Linked DNA regions of Anas platyrhynchos: region 1 is linked to region 2. A link is a contact called in public Hi-C data. All regions are on one chromosome and are shown on one strand. Each heading gives the region's core, a stretch centred on a gene start, on an enhancer-like site or on the middle of the called end of the contact. The rest is flanking DNA. Distances are from core to core; before and after follow the strand shown.

The links. A called contact is a pair of places that touch in the nucleus more often than the background predicts.
Region 1: a contact with region 2 is called in a Hi-C map of small yellow follicle, with 4 times the contacts expected there. The contact joins the enhancer-like site here to the promoter of LOC110352716 in region 2. A contact is called at or near these places in 5 of 8 Hi-C or Micro-C datasets (liver, skeletal muscle, small yellow follicle and 1 more).

The regions. Positions count from the first base shown.
Region 1 is chr4:15,076,477-15,080,395 of IASCAAS_PekinDuck_T2T, reverse strand. No RefSeq gene overlaps it. Among named protein-coding and RNA genes, the nearest start is that of ERI1, 14 kb to the left of the region's middle. Within about 2 kb of position 1,900, at least 2 of the 8 cell types and tissues checked have an H3K27ac peak or open chromatin away from gene starts, as enhancers often do. A contact at or near this core is called in small yellow follicle, where this site is marked.
Region 2 is chr4:15,034,760-15,038,746 of IASCAAS_PekinDuck_T2T, reverse strand. LOC110352716 reads left to right here and starts at 2,082. Exons shown (of 33, transcript XM_027456780.3): 1 at 2,082-2,224; 2 at 2,365-2,484; 3 at 2,661-2,780; 4 at 2,868-3,095; 5 at 3,290-3,403; 6 at 3,478-3,597; 7 at 3,857-3,982. The coding sequence starts at 2,149.

The sequences.
Region 1 (3,919 bases), core at 651-3,150, 42 kb before region 2:
CTTAAATTAGAGGAGCGTGATGGCATTGCACTTAGGAAAGGCTTTTCCAAATGAGTAAGGAGAGCCTCGGAAGCCTCTCTATGGCAGAGGTGACCCGTGGGTGTGTTCTGCTTTCAGATGGGATTGCCGGGCCCAGGCAGCTCCTCTGCAGCCAGCTAGTTCGGGGGTGCCCCATGGGCAGTCCTGCCCTGCTCCTGCTATCTTAACCCCTGCAAGTGGACAACTATTCTCCCCCCTGTTCACATAAACCAGGCTTTCATCTTCTGCACAGCCTTGTCCTTCCCTTGCACCCATCTGTGCTGTGCTATCCTGTGCAAGTCTTAGCGTGGGTCACCAAACAGCAGTGAAATATCCCTGTCACAGCACACCCCAGCAGGAGGAATCACTTGTTCAGACTGTATCTAGGAATCCCATTGCCAGAATAAATGCTGTTGCACAGATGAATAGTGATTTTTGCCTACTATCCTGTCTAAGTGCTTGCTATTTTTGTAGTTATTGTTATTTTTTCCATTTGAAAAATTTGTGGTAGTAATGATCTTGTGCTGGTAAAATCCTTGCAGATGATTCTGACCTCCTTTACGTTTCTGGTTATAACTATGTGGATTTTTAAAGAGTGCACCCAGCCAAGTGGACCTCTGTGAGCCAGAGATGTCCCAATAAGCCGGGATTGCCTCATCAGCGCTTACATTCAGCTTCGGGACGGTGTGCTGGCTCCGGACAGCAGCCTGGCCAAGAAGCGTGACACACCTTTACAGGCAGCTAAACGCCTAGCAAACAGGATGCTTGGGTGCTGCTTATTTTTACTGATGGCTGCAAACAGCATGTTTCGAAGTCTCCCTTCTGTGGAATGTCCCTTTTTTAAATTTCACACTATTTCGTAGTTTAAATTGATAAGTAGTTGAACTGTGTGTGCTCTGACCAGGATAAAAACACTTCATATGGAATTTATGGTCCAGCACAGCAGCCAGCTTTCTGAGACTGAGAAAGCCACCTTCTCCTTACTTAAACACTACTGGACATCTTGTATTAATTTACGTTTATGCAGATATGGAAGAAGATGACAGGGACCTAAAAAGAGGGGAGAACTTTGACAACAGGATTTTTGGGATGCCTGATGCCTTGTACAAGAGGGTGTTATAGCTTAACTATAACTCAGTTAAAAAGAAATTTTCCATGCATTTCTGGCCGCAGATAAATTTGTTGGACCTGCTTTACTCTTCAGAGAACCCTGCTTCTCGATAATGACAGAGGGCTGTTCTTTCCTACTAACACAGCTTCTTGCTATGCATTAGTCTGGAAAGCCAGGCTGTGTTCTGCTGGGAATAAAACCACAAAGCAGGTCACCCACCACACTTGGCAGCCCTCAGTAAACAGCCAGCCCTGCAGATAAGGGGAATTTGTTTGAGATGAGAATACCAGGTGGAGCGTGGCTGTAAAAGAAATCGAGCAACCTTTAGGGAATCGATCTGGTGCCTGCTGGCATGGCTGAGAACTTTGGAAATGTTTTCTTTCAGCTGTGCATTTGCTTCGTTTCCCTTGCTAATCTGCCAAGGCCACGCTGGCATGTTTCTCCTCCAGACCTTCCTCAGTCTCTTCAGATCTGCTGCGTGGGGGCTAGCAGAGGAATGCTTTACGAGATTGAGTGAGTAAGCCCATTCACGTGCCTTTTTTTCTGACAGATTGTCATTAGCCTTCAGGTATGGAAAACTTCTGTTCTTGCTTTGGCCTTGAAAGAGGGAAAAAAAAACATCTATAACTTTTTTAAAACATTTTGAAAGCTGGCTATTTGAAGGATTGGGGAAAGAAATTATCTACACATATAATTTCAGGGGGATTTGGAAACTGGAAATGCTGTAGAAAAAACTGAGGTACTGAGTATGTGTGCTTTGGTGCTGCTGAGTACAGCAGCGTGTGATAAATGACAGACCAAGTAAGGAGCAGGATGTTAGTGTGGTAGTTGTGTACAAAGCAAAGTAACTTCAGCATTTCAGAGAGCACAGCAGAGCTCTGGAGAACCTGTATCAGCCTTACCGGCTGCTTTTGGGGAGCAATACCAGCAGTGGTGCTGTTATTAGCACACAACAAGGTGGCACAGGTGGAGATAGTTTGGGCTGGGAGATGGTGTTCTTGCAAGCGTTGGTTGGATCAAGGCTTCCAAAATGAGTGATGCTCAGAAGATGCTCTTTTAAAATGCAAATGGAATCACTGCCACAGTTTAAGATTTAGCTCCCTTTCAGGCAGCAAACAGAAATGCCTTCTTCCTGCCCTTTACCCAAGAGTCCTGTCCACTGTGGTGGATACTGATTGACATTGACATGGGAAATTCTTTTTTAATTGTTTAATGGAGCAATTTGGCTGAGAGTAAATGAACAACGCTGCGCTTGGTTGATTCTGTCTGCATGTGAAACATTTCCATAGAAAATATTTCTGTGAGGATGTGGCAGCAAGCAGAAAAGGTCAAGACTTAGAGGTAATGAGGAGGTGAGAGAAGGCTGAGAAGGGAGATTGGAAGGGGAAACAGCACCACAAACAGGCTGTACAGACTAAAGAAGTGTGAGCTGTCTCAGATAAATACTGAGTGACGCTGCTCCCTTTGCAACTGATCCAGTACGTGTTGTTTTCTTCTGTGCATCTCCTGTCCATGAGGATGATATGTGGAATCTGGGATGCATTAATTATGTGCAGTGTATGATCTTTCTGACCACTGGTTCTCAAGGGCTGCAGCTGTTCCCTGTTTCCCTCCTAACTTTCTTGCTCACAACAGCATGTCCCTTCCACTTTTTAGATCCATGCTTATGCCATTGCTGAGGGTGATGATATGGAGGTACCTGCCTGCTCAGATGGGAGGATTTCATCAATTGCTGGAGCACCCTTTCTGTTTCTTTTTTTTTTTTTTTTTTTCTTTTTTTTTCTTTTCTTTTCACATGCATTTAAAATAGATCTGACTTACATCAGTGCCAGGAAATTTCCTGTCTAGTGACACACTCCAGGTGTTGGGACTGTGGGATACCACTTCTGATGAATTGGCATAACCTCTGTGCTGTTAAAGAAAATGCCAGAGGAACTCTGCATTCCTGAGATGGAGAACGGAGATGCTGATCCAGGCCACCTATGGCAGATGGTGCTGTGAATTAGAGAAGCCTCTTTCTGTGTATTTACAGAGGCAGAGCAAGAAGAGTATTTTCCATAATGTACAGCTGACTTTGCAGAAGTCTAACATATATTTTGTTCAGAGAAAGCCATTCTCTTATAGGAAGTCAAGTTACTTTAAGCACTCCGCTACCAACAAAGAGTTCCTTGAGGAACATCCAGAAAAAAATAGATCTCAGGTAAGGTTTGTGAGTATTTCAGGGAGATCTGGTGGGCAAGCATCATGTACAGATGGCCTGAAAAGTATCCAGCAAGAGCCATCCTTCCAGGCTCTGTGAACACAACATCATGCTCAAAGCATTGCAGAGGTCTCCAGTGTCCTGGTACAAAACAGGTTTGGTGATCCACTCTGCAGGCTGCAACCTCAAATGACAGGTATTGAAATAGAAAAGGAGTCCGTGATTCCTTCTAGACGTACTCTACAGAATCTCTCAAGGAAGCAAGATGAACTGTGTATTTTTGGGCAAATGAGGATCAAGTAGGAGGTTGTTTTGTCAAGGAAGAAGGATGCGTTTTGATTAGAAATGTTCCCTGCTTGCTGGGTTTTCCGTAGATATCTAGTTTTCACTCTAGTCCTATCTCCAGTTCCACTTTATTTCTTCTTGCTCAGAAGTTAGCACAAACAACATACAATTCACCCTATCTTACGCTCCTTAAGTATGAGATCTGTAGGGCCTGCTATGGGAAAGATTTAGTTATCTAAACGTAGCTGTCTGGTCCTTACGGTACGTGAGCTGTCTGCACAACGCCTGCACATGCCGTGTGGGAC
Region 2 (3,987 bases), core at 833-3,332:
GCTGCACGTAGCTTGCAATATCATGTCCAGGGTAAACCGAAACTGATCTCATGGGCACACCCAGCAGGAGACATCTCAGTGGAGCAAGGTGTCAGAGGTCTGGAAGCAATCCTTCATCGCCCGTGCAGGTGTGTGAATCTCCATATGGACACACCTATATGTGTGTGTAACCAGGTCCAAATGTCCAACAGAGAAACCTTCGTGCCTGAGATGCTGGGGAGATATTTCTGCCCTGTAGGCATGAGCTGGCAATGATTTTTCTCCCCTCTCCTGAGGTGAAAGGACTAAAAAAAAACTGGAGAGGAAGGGCAAGAACCACAGGTGAGCTGTGGGGAGGCTGCAAGGCATGGCGTGGGCTGTGCTTCACTTCTCCAACCTCCCTGGGTCTCGCAGCTCGCTCACAGAGCCGGGGAGGAGCAGGTTGACAAAACGGGGCCATCCTGCAGCCTTCTGCTGCTCCCCAGTGGCCGCGTGGAGAAGGCTTCACAGGAGACTATAAAGCCCTGGAGAGGTTGAAGGGGCTGCAGCATCTCTAAGTAGAGGACCTGATATCCTTTCTCACCAGCTCCACACCTCACAGATAATTTTCACAGGGCCTGGGAAGAGCAGGACGGCAGAAATATGGGAGAGATGCGCTCCAAGGCTTGGAGTTCTCAGAAAATAAGCAAATATTTTCAGGTCTGTTGGGCACCAACCAGTGCTTTCTGGGTTTATTCTTGCAAAATCACTGAAGAGGTAAAAAAAAAATCTCAGTTTCTGTATTCAGGCAATTCACCTGCTTGTTAAAAATGGTTTTGCTGCAGTTTGCTTTGGGATCCTTTCTCAAAACAGAGAGAGGCAGTGCCTGCTAAGGGACGAAAGCAGGAAAATGACAACTGAAGGACAAGGTCTCCAGTTGTTTCCTATCCCTCTGGGCACAGCCCTACAGGTGTCAGGGTGGTGGTCAGTGTAGAAGTAGGGTGAAATTGGGAAAGCACAGGAAGTGGAACATGCTGGTCCCTGATAAGAAAACTGCCTAGGGTGAGAGGTGATGGCTGACCCACATAGATGTGGGTAACTTGAAAAAAGGTGATGCAGGCATGGAAAACAGCACGCTGAGAGCTTAAACGATAAAGGGATGGAGTTTCCTTGCTGAGGCGCTAACCTCCATTGAGATTCAGCGCGAAAATCTCCATCTGGGAGTGCTGCGAGGGGCAACGCTGAAGAAAGGCTGCTATACCAGTGTCATCAGGCCACAGCTTAAAATGGAAGAAAGGGCATCTTGTGATTGCAATCAACACAGCCAAGGAAAATAAAAGATAAATTTCGAGTTATGAAAGTTGATAGATGGAAAAGGTGAAAAAACTTACAGCCCTTTCCCACAGGATTTTTAATATGTGACCAAAATGACTACTTCTGTTGTCAGAAACTGACAGGCAATGTATGTGCCGCGTATTAATCTCTTCTTCTCTGGGTCTTCCCGATCACAGCTTGTGCAGATAAGGGAAGGAAACAAAAGAGGGGGATATGGTTTGAAATAATTTTCATTTTGCAAGCTGAAGAAGGGGGTGTTAGCTCCTCTCCCTCACCTCACGCCCCTGCTTTGGGGATGCTCCTCACCCAGCTCCCTGCTCCTGAGACCTGCACACCCCTGTTCCCTTGGAGGTGCTGTGAGTGCCTGGCACGCTCGGAGCACCGCACCCTGGCACCAAGGGTGCCTCTGCCTGCGTTTTGGGCACCTCCCCTGTGCCGCACGATGCCCAGGCTGCCCCATCACCAAACGGTGATGAGCACCCAGCCGAGATGCCCACCCCAGAGCCTGTCCCGTGCTGGCAGGTGCCTTTTGCCCAGCTTCACGGAGCCGATCCAGGAGCGATCCCTGCGCCCTGCGCTGCGCTCGGGGCGGCGGCGAGCGCTTTCCCAGGCTGCCGCAGGTGCCTTATCCCACCGGGGGGGCTGTCCCCCCCCTCCTCTCTCCTTGTTGTGCTTTAAACCCGTCCTCCCAAGGCCGAAGGGCCAGCGGCAGCCCGTGTTTTGGGTCTGCTCCCCGGCTCTCAAGGTTTTTCCCCGGCCCCCCCCCGCCGCCCGGCCCCTCCATAAAGGCGGCTGCGGTCGCCGCGGGGCCGTCGCGCTGCCCCCGCCGGCCCGGAGCCCCCGGAGCCCCCCACCATGGGCCGCCCCCCGCCGCTCCGCCTCCTCCTCATCCTCGCCGCCCTCCTGCCGCCCCCCGGGGCCCGCCGAGCCCGTGAGATGGGGCTGGAGGGAGGGATAGAGGGAGGGGGCGGTGGGGATTGGGGTTGGGTTTGGGGGTCCCCATCCCGGGACGAGGTGGGGAAGGGGGGGGATGGCGCAGGGCTGAGCACCCCCCTCGCCTTCCTCCCGCAGCCCCCGGCGGCCCCCCGTGCGCTGCCACCCGGCAGGCAGCCTGCGGGGCTGGCTGCGGCCCCGTGCCCTGGCTGTGCGATGGAGAGAGGCAGTGTCCCAACGGGACGGACGAGATGTGTGGTGAGTGACGGTGGTGTTTTGGGGGGGGGTTTGGGGGGCACATCCTGCGCTGGGCAGCCTCTCAGGGCATGGGGATGCGTCCTGGAGCCTCCTCGGAGGATGCCAGGGCAGAGGGGACCATAGTGGTTGTTCCCAGAGCTGTGGGAGATCCCACTGACCGTGTGCTGTCCCCACAGATGCTCCCTGTGGCGGGGACCCCCACGCGTGGCAGTGTGACGACGGCCGCTGCGTTTCCAGCAGCTGGCGGTGCGACGGAGCTGCCGACTGCCCGGATGGCTCCGACGAGCAGGACTGCGGTAGGTGGGCCCCAGAGGGCTGAGAGGGGCCGAGAGGGGATTTTGTGGGGTGCAGGGTGACGTGTGAGCTTGGCTCCATCCCCACAGTGTGTGGGGCGAAGAAGCTGCAGTGTCCCGGCACTCACCACTGCATCCCGCACTGGGAGCTGTGCGACCGGCACCAGGACTGCGAGGACGGCTGGGACGAGGAGGGCTGTCCCCTGCAGCCCTGCCTGCCCGGGCAGTGGCAGTGCAGGAACAGGGTGTGCATCGCGGCCGAGTGGAAGTGCAACGGGGTCGACGACTGCGGCGATTCCTCGGACGAAGACGTCTGTGGTAAGTGGGCACGCGAGATGCTCCTTGGTGGGCTGAGACCTGCCTGAGGTACGTGTGAAGTTTTTTTTGGCTGTCCTGGATCCCAGCTCCCCTTGGGATGGTGGGAACCTGCAGACACTTTGTGGGACCTCCCCACAAGTCAGGGACCCACAGCATCTCCCGTGCCCTCCTGACATGAGCTGTGTGTGCCGCAGCCCCCTGCCCGGCCGGCATGGTGAGGTGCGACGAGGGGAAGTGCATCCTGGAGTCCCTGATGTGCAACGATGAGGATGACTGCCTGGACGGCACCGATGAGCCCAGCACGTGCGGTGAGCAGGCGTGGGGCCGGGAGAGCTGCAGAAGCAGCCCTGATTTATTTCACCCCTCCGCTGCCTCCCTGCAGGGCGGAGCTGCTTTGTGCGCAACGGGGGCTGCGCGGAGACGTGTGCTGACACCCACTGGGGCGTGCAGTGCTCCTGCGGGGCCGGCTGGGTGCTGCAGAGCGACGGGCAGAGCTGTGCTGGTAAGGAGGGGTTGGGGTGTGAACACTTTGGCTTTGCCGGAGCCAGCGTTCGTGCAGGAGCACCCACTTCAGCCCTGCTCCTGCCCACGTCTCCTACCTGGCCCCGAGAAGCTGCGTGCAGCTCGTGTCCCTGCTGTCACCGATGGGTTTGGGGTCTGGGGGCTGTCTCGGTGGTCCCTTGTGGCCAGGGGCTGGTGGTGCTGCCTGAAGGGAGCCATGCAGCCGTGCCGTGGGCTCCCAGCAGCTGCTGTCGCTGCAGATGTAGACGAGTGCTCCTTGGAGTACAGCCCCTGCAGCCAGCTGTGCCGGAACACGCCGGGATCTTTCAGCTGCTCCTGCCTCCAGGGCTACACGCTGCGCCACGGCACCATCTGCGAGGTGGCAGGTAGG